3 separate regions of the Gossypium hirsutum genome follow, and regions 1 and 2 are each linked to region 3. Evidence: chromatin contacts called from public Hi-C data. All regions are on one chromosome and are shown on one strand. The core of a region is the stretch at or near the end of the contact, and the rest is flanking DNA. Distances in the headings are between cores, read along the strand shown.

The links. A called contact is a pair of places that touch in the nucleus more often than the background predicts.
Region 1: a contact with region 3 is called in a Hi-C map of leaf, with 3 times the contacts expected there. The contact joins the promoter of LOC107961809 here to the promoter of LOC107961812 in region 3. A contact is called at or near these places in 9 of 34 Hi-C or Micro-C datasets (anther, callus, hypocotyl and 1 more).
Region 2: a Hi-C map of leaf shows a contact between it and region 3, with 4 times the contacts expected there. The contact joins the promoter of LOC107961811 here to the promoter of LOC107961812 in region 3. A contact is called at or near these places in 15 of 34 Hi-C or Micro-C datasets (anther, callus, cotyledon and 4 more).

Annotation. Positions count from the first base shown.
Region 1 is chrA06:107,308,709-107,312,904 of Gossypium_hirsutum_v2.1, reverse strand. It overlaps LOC107961809, which reads right to left and starts at 2,201. Exons shown (of 8, transcript XM_041115723.1): 1 at 2,044-2,201; 2 at 1,164-1,424; 3 at 559-698; 4 at 332-431. The coding sequence starts at 1,332.
Region 2 is chrA06:107,289,049-107,293,820 of Gossypium_hirsutum_v2.1, reverse strand. It overlaps LOC107961811, which reads right to left and starts at 1,537. Exons shown (of 3, transcript XM_016897964.2): 1 at 1,061-1,537; 2 at 1-572. The coding sequence starts at 1,154.
Region 3 is chrA06:107,158,367-107,162,530 of Gossypium_hirsutum_v2.1, reverse strand. LOC107961812 (SH3 domain-containing protein 3) reads left to right here and starts at 1,920. Exons shown (of 10, transcript XM_016897966.2): 1 at 1,920-2,203; 2 at 2,958-3,080; 3 at 3,494-3,563; 4 at 3,691-3,845; 5 at 4,111-4,164. The coding sequence starts at 2,144.

The DNA.
Region 1 (4,196 bases), core at 952-3,451, 150 kb before region 3:
TACAGGTAAAACAATACTACTATTTAACGAGATATCAACTGCACAAAACCCGCTAAATGCTAAAAGTTCATACAAGTACAAATTGCCCCAAAAGCATGTAACAAGATCAAAAAGAATCTTTCTTCTACTAAGTTCTTTGTTTCTAGAGCTACTAAGTGGTAATCATATTTTAGGCCAACTAACTTTCCAAGAGATAAGGAATTATAACTTAATCATTATGCTTAGACAGGGATTTCAATTAGAAATGCCCCTGAAAAAAAAAGTTATTCTCTTAGCCACAACTGGAGAATGGAAAAGAAATTCATGCAAACCAACTGAAACAAAGAATCACCTGCATCATTGTCAATATTTAGCTCACTGTGTATTTGGATTGGCTCCAGATAAGGAGAGAATATTGTCTCTAAGTTTGAGCCACATGTATGGGCAGATTCCTGCAAATTAATAAGGCATCATTGATAAGCAACCAGGTCATAAGCCAGTCTACAACATGACATCTTCAAAAAGCAGAGTAAAAACAAAACTAACAAAGTAAGGTCCTAAAAGGTAATAAAAACTTGCCATTCCTCCCAAAGTTGCAGAATCAACAAAAGCTGGAAGCTGTTTCCGAAGCTCAGAACCGTCTTCATCCAGAATTAGTTGCTGAGCACTGGCTCCATCAGTTTTAAAAATTGGGGAGGCTACTTCTACATTTGATGGATCTATCAAGAACAGTCAGTATGCACATGAAACAAGCTAAGATACATGCATGGATAGAAGTAAAGAAATGAATACCAATATATTCTTATCCCTACAAACAGAATGCCTATCATGCATGCATAAAAGTAAACAAATGACTGAGCGAATAGCAGTACATTTTTATTCATTGAAGCACCACATAGATGATGCACTGATAAGTTTAAGGGAAGGGATGTATAAACGAGATCCTAATTTTCCATTATCTGCAACGATTTTAGTAGATAAATTAATATTTCAATCCTCAAAGTGGCTCATATTTTGAAATTGCTAATTTTAATGCACTCAAATCTAAAGAGAGCACATAATGTTAAGACACAAGCAAACAGCAAAGAATTTGTGAATCTTGGTAATAGGACAGTCCAAGAAGCTCCTGTAACTCTAAAATTAGCATTAGAGAAATGTTGGTGTTGTTCAATAAAGTTGCTTACCATCATGAGAATTCTGAATACATGTGCTGAATTCAGCTCCCTGCTGGGAAACCCTGACATGACAGCATGGCCTTTTGCAAATCGTGCTAGACCTCTGACACACACGGAGACTATTTTTGTCTCTTAAAGAAACCGTGCTTGATTTGGTCTTCATTCTTAAAGATGGCATTTGATCTACAACAGTTATATATATCGAAATCTCGATTCCGGAAAATCAGTGGGGGAAAAAACCCCTCCAAATAATCAAATCACCAGCAGAAACTGTGCCAGATGAATAGTGAAGGTAAGAAGCGAAGCTATTAAAACAGACAGCATAGAGGACTAAAAAAACAAAAGAGACTGACATATAAAAGAAAGAATATTCAAGCAACATAATTAGTGAGCAGTGAGACATGTATAGCAACTATAAAACCAAAGAAAAAGATGAGGATTAAAAGTCAAAGTCGATTACCCTTTTACTAGAACAACTAAAGAAATGTTAAAACAATCAATTCAGAACACTGAATACCACGATTCTGAAAATTAGATCTTGATTTCTGTTCAAGAGACAACTTTTCATACAAAAGGAAATTTAGAAGATAAAAGAGAACGGTAAGAAAAACTCTTCATAAAGAGACCATGCTAAAACAAAACAAATCCTTCAAGTAATCCACCCAAATTGAAGTCAACCCAAGTCTTTTAACCACATAAAACACAATAAAACCTCTTCAGCATAGCTTAATTACAAAGAAAAAATACCAAAAAAGACTAAAAAAATACCCCAAAAAAATAACCGTTCTGCTTATTAAACCCTAAACGAAGAAAGACGAGCTGAAAAGAAAATTTACCAAAAAAATAATAGTGAAATAGTGAAATTTCTATAGCATGAAAATAGAAGTACCTGTTTTGGGGAAAAAAGAAGACTTTGTTTTTTCTTCTTTTCCTTCTCCCTTTTGCTGAAGAAAGACTTGTGTGTGTCTGTGTTTTTCTTTCTTTCTTTCTTTCTTTCTTCTTTTTGATATCGAAGTGTGTTATTTTTTTAACTTCCACGAACGGTCAAGACAAAGGTTGGAGGGGACAAATGTCGGCTTCTTTTGGATGATCAGACGGCTGTGATCAAATCATTAAGGAGAGTTTGGACTAATAGAACTTTGCCACGTATAAAAATGGGACCGACTCTTTCACACGTGCAGCTTCGTGGAGAGAAAGGAACTTTTGGGAGGAAATGGAGTTTGATAACTTTTTGCGTTAATATACTATTTGACACCTAAGCTTGGTTTTAATGTTTAATTTAGTATCTAAGTGTTCTTCCCAATTTGGTACTTAAGTTTGGGTTTTGGTGCTCACTCTAGTATCTGAATTTTTTTCAATTTGATACTTAAAGTTTTTTGGTTGTCTCAATTTGGTACTTGAGTCTAACTTTATCGTTCAATTTAGTACTTAATTTTTTTCTATGTCCCAATTAAGTACTTATGTTTTTTCCCTAGAAAACACGTGCAAAAAGTTCATTGAGCTACATGATATCATTTGATCTGGGTATCAGATTGAATCTTGAAGTCAAACTCATGTACTAAATTAAGACAAAAACTTAGGTGCCAAATTGAATTTTAAAGTTAAACTCAAGTACTAAATGGTATATTAACTCTAATATTTTGCTAGTCACGTTTTTTAACGCGTGATTTGCACTCACCTTTTACAGCTGTTACTACTTGTTTGTTTAAAATTGGTTTTTTACTTGTTTTAATTAATTTGATTTAGGTTCCTGTTCTATTTTTTTCTTAAAAAAGAATTAGAACAACCATGAATTTAACAAATTAAAATGTGTTTATAAATAATATATAATAAAATGTAAGATTCAAAATCAACAATAATAACATAAATACAATATGTATGAAATCAAAATAAAAAAAATTGAATTATGAGTAAAAAGAAATTTAAATAGATAAATACACCGTATTAAGAATATTAAATGAATTTTAATTGTTTATCGTACTATTCTCGTTTTCCTTGAGTTGGTGTCAAGTTAACTTGTGACACTAACTCAATCGACGACATTATCAATAAGACTATGGCATAGCCACGATAAGGGTGAAAATAATTATATAATATATTTATTAAAAAACTTACATAAAAACCAAATGTTTCTTTAGTTGAGACGATAAAGTTAGGAGAGTGTATATTTGGTGTTTTGAGTTCAAGTTCTATCGTAAGTGTTAAGCTCGAAAATACCAACAAGAGGTGAATTGATATTTTAAAAAATTTTGCGAACTTTTTAAATAATGAGGGAAGGAAAGAAAAACTTGGACAATTCGATTTATAATGGGTTAGCCCCAATTGCCTACCTCCACTACCTTGCTATACCTCAACCAAGAATTTATCAATTCCCTATACTTGAAATTATTACCTTTCAAGGAGAAGGTATAACCTTTACAATCCCTATAACCTTTACAATTCTTATCCTTTCCACAATGATGAGATTAAAGGTGAGTATTCGATCGAGTCGAGTCAAATTAAGTAAAACAATTTCGAGTATAACCTTTACAATTCCTATCTTTTCCACAATGATGAGATTAAGAGTGAGTATTCGATCGAGTTGAGTCAAATCGAGTAAAAAAATTTCGAGTTAGTCGAGTTGACGAATCCTATTTTAGCAACCGAACTCAATTTGATTTTTTTCGAATCGAATTGAATCGAGTCAAAAAATTTCGATTCAAGCTGAGTCGAGTTAACAAATCCTATTATTTATACTTATGTTGCGTTTATATAGACCGATTATTTAATTAGTAGACGAAGTATAAAATTATTTAACCACATCAACAATATAATGGTTTTGCCTTTTAACTTAATGAGTAAACATTTATCAAAACGACATAATTTTGCCTTTTCTTATTTGGATTTCTGGATAGCTCGAATTGTGTAATTCATATTCGAGTTAAATCGAAAAACTTAATTTTTTATTCGAGTTGATCTGAATAACTTGATTAACCCAAATAACTCAAACTATTTAATTTAAAATTTGAATTGTTTATCGAATTTTTCGAATTGAATTGGATT
Region 2 (4,772 bases), core at 288-2,787, 130 kb before region 3:
TGAATTCTTTGCAGAAAATTCCACCTCCTCTGGCACAGATGACATGTTCTTTACCAAATTGTCAACAGCAACAGTCTCCACTGCAGAATTACTATCAGCATTCTCAAGTGTGTTATTTTCAGCAACCTTCAGAACTTCTTCAGACAAAACAGTAGCTGACTTATCCTCGGTACTATACGAGGCCGCATCAGAACCAAGATTACAGGTTTCTTCATTTGACTTCTTCTCAAAGGCTTGAGATTCGTCATCTGAACTACTGTTGCTGCTGGTACTAGAGCTCTTATCACGATCAACATGCTGAATTGAAACATGTGTGCTCTCAAGATCCTTGTTTGGTTCCCACTCTTTTACAATTTTAACATCAACATCATCCAATCTCGATCTCTCGGTGCTCTTTGCATCTTTAGCGGCTTCTTCCACAGACTTCTCCTCAGTTAGATGTGATTGTGATCTCTCTTCATCTCCGCCCTGACCAAATGAATGCTGGTGATTGTGGCCATCATGAGATGCAGGGGAACCAGCATCACCGCCATCACTGTCCCTTTCATCTTGGCTTCTCGGATCATCATTTCCTAGAACCATTAGATAAACATCATAACAATTCCAAACCAATATGCAAACAACAAATTCACCAATCCCCTCTAAACAGGACCAAAATAGACAAATACTAGAAAGGAAATGCACTATAACTCGAAATGTATAGACAAGTTCTTCCAATAACAAGGATTCTGGTAAAAAATTAAGTAAAATACAGGACACGCTAAAAATCACCACAAGACCCTAAAACAAAATAAACAGTAAGTGATTAAAGGAGGGCAAACCACTTTGAAAAGCAACCACATCAATTAATTAAGGGCAGGAACTAGAAATTAACATTACATACCAACCTGATTTGTTTAACTATAGAACTCCAACAAATCAAATAAAGAACTGAATGATGCATGCATATACAGAACCAAGTACGATTCAATTAAAAAGAAGTTATAAAATAAATAAAACCCATCAAAAAACAAAACCCAAAACCAGGAACAGAAATTAAAAGAAAAAAAGCAAAAAGTACCAAGTGGATTGTTGATAGTCGAAGGATTGATGTTGTTGAACGCTTGCTCTTTCTTTTTCTTGGCAGCTTTTCTCTTCTTAGCACCTGATGGCATGACTGACTCCCTTCCTCCCTTTGTACCAAATCTTGTGTGGGGTGTGTGTCCCCTTCAGCCTTCTCTCTACTTGCTTATTTGGCTACTGCCCACTACTAGACGGTCACTGGTAAAGGAAAACCTAGCTGTATTGGCAAAACAGAAGAAAAGACCGTAGTAGAAGTGGGTAATATTTAGTGACAGTACATTGAGAAATGAGTAGAAAAAACCAAAGGGTGAATCAATCCCCTTCAAAGAACCGCTCCTTTTGCCTTAATCCGTTTGAATTCACTTTGAGAGTGGATGGCCTTTTTATATTTATGGCGTTGGGGGGGGGGGGTGTTCTTGTTTTAATTTTGTCATCATTTATGTTTTTCATTTATAGCCACATACTTATTTTGTCTAAGGAATGTTTAACATTTCAAGAAATAAAACAAATATATATGTTAAATGCAAAATATTCTTATTTTATTCTACATTTACAGACATTCCGAATTGGAATTGGAATTGGAATTGGACAAGAATAAAATTCAATATTTTGTGTAATAGGATCCTCATAAATTTATTAAGTTTTAGGAGATGTAATAATGGATTCGATTGTTATAATCATTATTATTAATGTATGAGGATGTGGGTTCGAGTACGCTGAAATATATTATTCTATTAGTTATGACTTGAGGAGAGGCTATAAGTAGTTTGAGACATTACCAAAGATTATTTATTTTATGAAAGGTTCAAATATAAAATTCACTCATTTTAGCAAGAGATCAATTAGTATGTCATATTTTATTTACTTTCTCTAAAATTTAATTTTCTCTTGAAAGTTAAAAAAATATTATGACAAAATTAAACCTATTTTAAATTGGTTTAAAGTATTAACCTATTAATTAAACATTAAAAAAAAACTATTGCCTCAGGTTTTTTATAAAAATAATATTAAAATTTTAATTAATTACAAAAAGAGGATAAGAATAAAATTAATTACGAAACTAGAGTGTTCGCTAACTTTGGGTCCTGCTTGACACATTGGTAGCACCAATAAACTTTTTTTAAAAAGTTTTCAGGAGAAAGAAAAGTTAAATAAATGAAAAAGAAATTTTAATTGGTGTTGTTAATTTGTCAAATAAAAAATATTTCTTTTAATTGCATCCATTTGATTAAATAAAAAAAAAGTATGATTTTAGGGGTTAAATGAAAGGAAAAAGGCATTAAGGAAGGTTGTTGTCTGGTGTTTAAATCACAAACCAACATTTTATTTTCATTTTTTCAATTTTTTTATCAGACTCTTTTTTAAAATTTACTAGTGTCATCAATGTATCAGGCGACACCCAAAATTACTATGACAAACACCACATTTTTGCAATAATTTGTTCTCGACCCTATTTTTATAATTAATTAATTTTTTAATATTATTTTTATAAAAAAAGTCTATTGCCTCTTTCTTACTACTTGATTTTCTCTATTGTTCCAATGAATTCTTCACAAATATGTTTTTTCACTGATTTTATTTTTTACCTACATATTTAATCATTTATATAGTAAATTGTTGACATATTATATTTATTTTCTATTATTTTTTTGTCTTTTCTTTTTAATGTATATAATTGTAAAAATATGATAATTAATAATTTCTTTCTTTTTTCCATTGTTTAATAAAAACATTTGTTAAAATTACTTCCTTTTCATTTTTAATTAACGTTAAGGATCCAAATAAAATAATAAGTAATGTTTTCATTAAACTTTCTTTCACTTTAACATAATAAAAAAAAAATTATTGAGAGAAACAATTCAAAACTATATGAGCAAATTTCTCCAAAATACAGTTTTTTTTTTAAAATTATCAGATTTGGCTGTAATTTTTAAAATTATAGTATTAGGTTGAAATAATGAAAACGCTTCCACTTAAAAACGTTTTCAACGAATTTACAACTGAAAATATTTTCAACGTATTGAAAAAATAACACTTCCAATTAAAAACATTTTCATTATTTCAACTTAATCCCGTAATTATTCAAAATTTCACCCAAACTAAAAATTTTAATATAATTTTTATTTACTTAACATGTCCATAGAGTTGTTTTAGAAGTGTGCAAATTTGATTTTAGTGAAATAAATAAAAAGAGATGGGAAGAGTGGTGCGGGATTTGCCAAGCGGATGATGAAAATTTTATGTGTTGATTAAGATGGGATTTGAATGAGGGAAGCCACGTGGCTTTTCAGATTATTCTGGCAGTATTTAGTCGGCAGCAGATATGTCTAGATCCCAATACCAAACTCATTAAAATTTATATAATATAAATTAGGGACAAATCTTTTTCGGTATTTAAATTTTTTAAAATTTAGTATTTGAGTTTAATTTTAATTTTTTAATTTGATATTTAATTTTTTTTATCTCATTTAAATGCTTAAATTTGGTTTAAATATTTAATTTAATATTTACGTACCTATATTTTTGTACCAAAATTTAAGTATCGAATATTTATTAAATTACATGATGTTTTTAATTTAAATATCAAATTAAATATTAAAATTAAACTTAAATACCAAATAAAATGTTAAAGCTAGATTTAAGTATGAAATGATATATTAATATATTTCCGGAAAGCAGTTGAGGAGGGATTTGAATTTGTAGAATAAAATAAAATAAACTAGAGAAAGGGAAATAGCTTTGCTTTTCTCTTTTACTACATTCATTGAATTTAAGATTTAATTAACTTTATTTCGAGAATTAACTCCAAACTAATTTAATTAAATATAATTATGAAATACCGAATATTATGAGGAGAATTTTTTTAAATAATAGGGTAAATTGTTAAAATAGTCACTTTTGTTTCCTTAAGTTATATTTTAGTCACTTATGTTTAAAATATTATGTTTTAATCACTTATGTTAATGGTTTGTTTTAATCACTTATGTTAATGGGTTTTAACATTTTAGTCACTGGGCTGTTAATTGTCATTAACGGTATAATGGTACACTAACGTGATACGCTAAATCATCATTTCAAATAAAAAAAATTATGTTAAATTATACAATTGGTCCCCATATTTTTTTCGTTTTGAGCAAATTTTTTCTTTTATATTCTTTTAACTTCCTTTTTTTTCTTTTTTCTTTTTATTCTCTTCTGCTTCTCCCTCTATTTTCCCCCTTCTCCATCTCTTTTAATGTAAAAGGAAAAAAAAAAACAATTGCTCAAACATTTAATGACTAAAATGTTACAACATGATAATATAAGTAACTAAAATGTAACATTTCAAACATAAGTGACTAAAATATAATTTGAGGAAACCAAAAGTGACTATTTTAATAGTTTACCCAAAATAATATTATAATAAATTTAAAGTTAAAACATATGATTTTTAAAGTACTTAACCCACTCTGGTATTGAATAAAAATAACCCATCCCTATTTTCACTCTTAAAAAGTTCTAAAAGGAAATTAGAGGTTGTTGTAAATACACTAATAATGGATATTTATAATCCCATTAAACTCTCATTAAAGTGATAAAAAAAATTCCCTAGTTTATTTATAAACATGAGAATAACTTTAGATGTTTCAATGAAACAATTAAGAAGAGTCATTTACTTATACTTCATTGAATGTAAAATAACTTAGATGTTTCAATAAAACAATTAAGAA
Region 3 (4,164 bases), core at 671-3,170:
GAAAACAACAAGTAGTGAAATAGTTCATATGTATCATTATTTGTAGCGAATGTATTTTCTCATTAAGTACAACAAATAACTTAGAGATTAAATTAATTTCATCGAATTATTATTTAATTGATTATAATTAAATAACTGGAATTATGAAAATTAAATTAATTAGTCATCTCAGTTTTATTAAATAGGACATCATAGTTTCTTACTTATAGATTTTAGTACGATAAAGTCGTTATAAATGTAATGAAATTAGAATTAGATTGAGAAAATAATTTAGGAAATTGAATTAGTTAAATAAATAAGTAAATAATATTTTAAGAATGAAAAATTGGTTATCGAGTTGGATGATTTCTATGAGTTGGTTTAAATATTAGAAAACATGTATAATTGTATCTAGTACATAAGACATGCCCAATAAGCTCATTAGACATGTAACGGGGAACAATCCTAGTTCCCAGAAATGGATGCCGCCTATAGCATAATCTTAATGGGACTATATGTATTTTCTATTAAAACATTATTGATTTGTTACCTCTCTTGTTTAACAAGAAATCTTGTGAGTTTTTCTTATAAGTAAGGACTATGGGTTTGGTCAAAATAGACAACTATTGAGCATAGTTACTCTGTTAGAATTTAGTGCAATTTATTTATAAAGTATTTTTTTTTTCGTGAGAAATTGTGTTTGGTTTCTAGAGAATTAAATTTTCTCATAAGAAAATTAATAATTTTCATTGTGTGTGATTAGTTCATGTGATTAGAGCTCACTCTTTAAATAAATCGAGGGTTTGAGAATAACAAAAAAATTTATGTTAGTTGAAAGCTGAGAAACAATTAAACCACTTAGTCAAAAGCACATGTATTAAGTTTGATAAAAATTATTGTTATAAATAATTCGATTTTTTTAAAAAAAAATTCTATTTTGCAAAAACTTGATCTTTAGATCGAATTTTTCCAACAACTTATACTTGCATAACATCAAATCATGTTGTCAGCCTTGTAAAAAGACACCGTAGATGTAATAAGGGTCCACCATGTCCTAAGATCTACAAACAGGTGTCCAAACCCAAGACTACTGTCCATCTATAATTACCCTCGTAAGAGCAAGCGAAGCTCACACTAAAGGAACTAACCCTTGACCATCCTCCATTAGGACCTAAAAGAAACCAAGCAACTAGGTTCTCTGCACGACGTCCCTCCACTGTATGAGCCAATGTCTTTCCCACCAACTTTTTCTTACCCTCAGCAACATTAATCAATTTCCATCCAATTAAAGATTTAATTGAATTTTTTAAAAGTTAATAAGTAATTTGTCCTTAAACTTGTTTAAAAGCAATTAGTTGGTATTTTCTTTTTTTTTGTACCTAATCGGTATCTAAATTAATATCCTGTCATCCAAATTGGTACCTTTACACTAAAATTGTTAATTTGTATTGATGTGGTGCTAATGGCTAATCCTATAGTGACACGTGATAACTTCTTAGTATGACACATGAAGATATAAATTAAAAAATATATATAATTATTTTAAAAAATATAAATTAATTTAAAAAAGTATAATTTTTTAGAGAAGTTCAAGTATCAATTAGGTATTTTTGAACATTTAGGTATCAACTAATTATTTTTGGATAAATTCATGGGACAAAGTACATGCTAATCCTTAAAAAATTAATGTTGTTAACAAATTAAGAGCAATGCGTGTAACGAAATACAAGTAAATACAAAATAAAATTCAAATATCAATTAAATATTCTTTAACAAGTTTATATTATTATTTTTTAAGAAATTGATTGCAATGAAATGATAAATATTTGAATGATTATTTAAAATTTAGTGGGCTGAAATGATAAAAGTCCAGTCCAGCAAATTTAGCTGAGCTGAAGGCCGACAAAGAAATATAGGTTGGCTCAGAGCTATCCTAAATTAAGAAGCCCATTAATTATTGCATCAACCCGAAAAAAACAAAAATTACGAGACGACAGTGAGGTAATCGAAGGCTTTGGTCACTCAAACGTAGCCAGCCAGCTGCCAGATCTGCTAAGTCGATCAATCGATAAAATAAAATCCAAATTTCAAGAAACTAGTACTTTTTTCTTTCTGTAAATCTGTTTCGTTGTGTTGAGTGGAGGTAGAACTAGAAGAGGCAGCAATGGATGCTTTTAGAAGGCAAGCCAGCAAGCTCAGAGAACAAGTTGCCAAGCAACAGCAGGCAATTTCATCACAACCCTTCACTCCTCTCTCTTTTAATTTATTTTCCTGGGTTTAATGAGAACCGAGTTCTGTTGATTTGGTTGTCAGGATAATGGAGGAAATCTGGGAAAATGAAAGCAAAGATTTTATTTAGTCTTGGATTACAGAATTAGATTTGTTTAATTACTTTGACTTCTAGAAGTTTGGGGGCCTAATGTATATGTTTCAAGAATTAAATATTTAATTGTGGAGTTAATTCTAAACGTTAAATTGTAATTTATAATCATCAAAGACGAATCATTCTTTTTTAGGTAAATTAGCTAGTTCCATGTCCTTTGAGTTTGTTTTCTGCTATATTCTCAAAAAACTGTACCTACCATTAGATTGCCCTACATTTTCTAACATAGGGAAAAGAGTAGATGCAGAGTTTCCAGAAGCTTTTGTTATTGCAAAGCTTCATCCTTTACCTGAAAGTTGAGTAATCAGTAAGATCTCAAGTGCTTCCAAGTGTTGATTGATTGGCTTTTATCTTTGCAAGTGTTTTTGCATTTGGTTTAAACATGGGCATGGATGTCATTCATTTGGTTTACCTTGTTAGGATCATTTACTCGAAAACAATATCATCCTATCTTATTCTAACTGGGCTAATTTTGTTTGAATTGAGTCCTGACAGGTTACCCTTAATTCTTATGTTTATGTTAGTTTTGCTAGTTGCATTTTTCTTGAGATGATCAATGTCTTCTCCTATTGAGTTAAAAGAATTTTTTTTGCAGGCCGTAATAAAGCAATTCAGTGGAACTGGTTATGAGAGCTCAGATGTTGTAGTTATTGACGAGATTGAGATGCAAAGGCATCAACAACTGGACAAATTGTACAAGTCCACTCGTTCAGCTAGGGTAAACAACATTTCCATCATAAATTTGTGAAACTTAATTTGATAATCCTGTCATATTGCTTTGTTCTCTGTGAATCCGTGTTATTCATATCTTCACAAATGAAGCCATTTTCAGTATGTAACTTTAGTGCATCCTATCTACTTGAGTTACAGTTAAGTACTTCAGTTAAATCCCTTTGGTGTCATTTTAACTAAATAAAATTTCAAAGGTAACAGTTACTCTGCGAGTGCGCCTGGTTGGAGGAACAAAATTTATTATGAGAGCTACTAATGGCTGTACTATATTCTGATATTTAGTTTCTCAATTTGCCTAACTTTCATAAAAACTAATTTCTCTTAATTTTCTTTTATATTTACTGCAAGTTTAATACCCATGGAGTGCTTGCTTAACGATTTTACCGCTCTTCCTTTCAGGATTTTCAAAAAGAAGTTATTAAAGCTGCAGAAGCATTTACAGCCATCGGGTATAAGCATATTGAAACAGGTGCAGCATTAATTCATACCTTTTTAATTTTGTTGTTCTGACATGAATTTTGTGCGATTGAAATAAATAACATATATTGTGAAGATAAAGCTTTATCTTTATGGTTCTTAATCTTTATGATAATCAGGAACCAAGTTCTCTGAAGAATGCTGCCGATATGGAACTGAAAACAGTGAAAACATCAACGAAAATGTTCTTGCCAAAGCTGCAGCTATTTATGGTGATGGTTGTAAACATGTAGAGAAGGAGCAAGAAGATTTGATTAAGTTGTTATCCCAACAGGTTGACATTTATCGGATGTTGTGTTTTGAAAGACTCTTTTCATCACATCATAAAATAAATTTTTAGTTATGTACTTGTAAACACATTCAATCCAAAATGAGTATGATGCTTTCTTGTATTCCTTGCTAAATGTTACCAGACTATGTTTTTGTATGCATTCAAAGAATTTGTATGTCCTTTGTCCTGTTGCATGCTTTTGTTACATTTTATTGAGAATAACTAGTGCTGATTAGAAACATGACCCTTCTATTTCAAAATACGTAAGGTTTTGGATCCCTTGAGAGCAATGAGTGCTGGTGCTCCTTTGGAAGATGCTCGT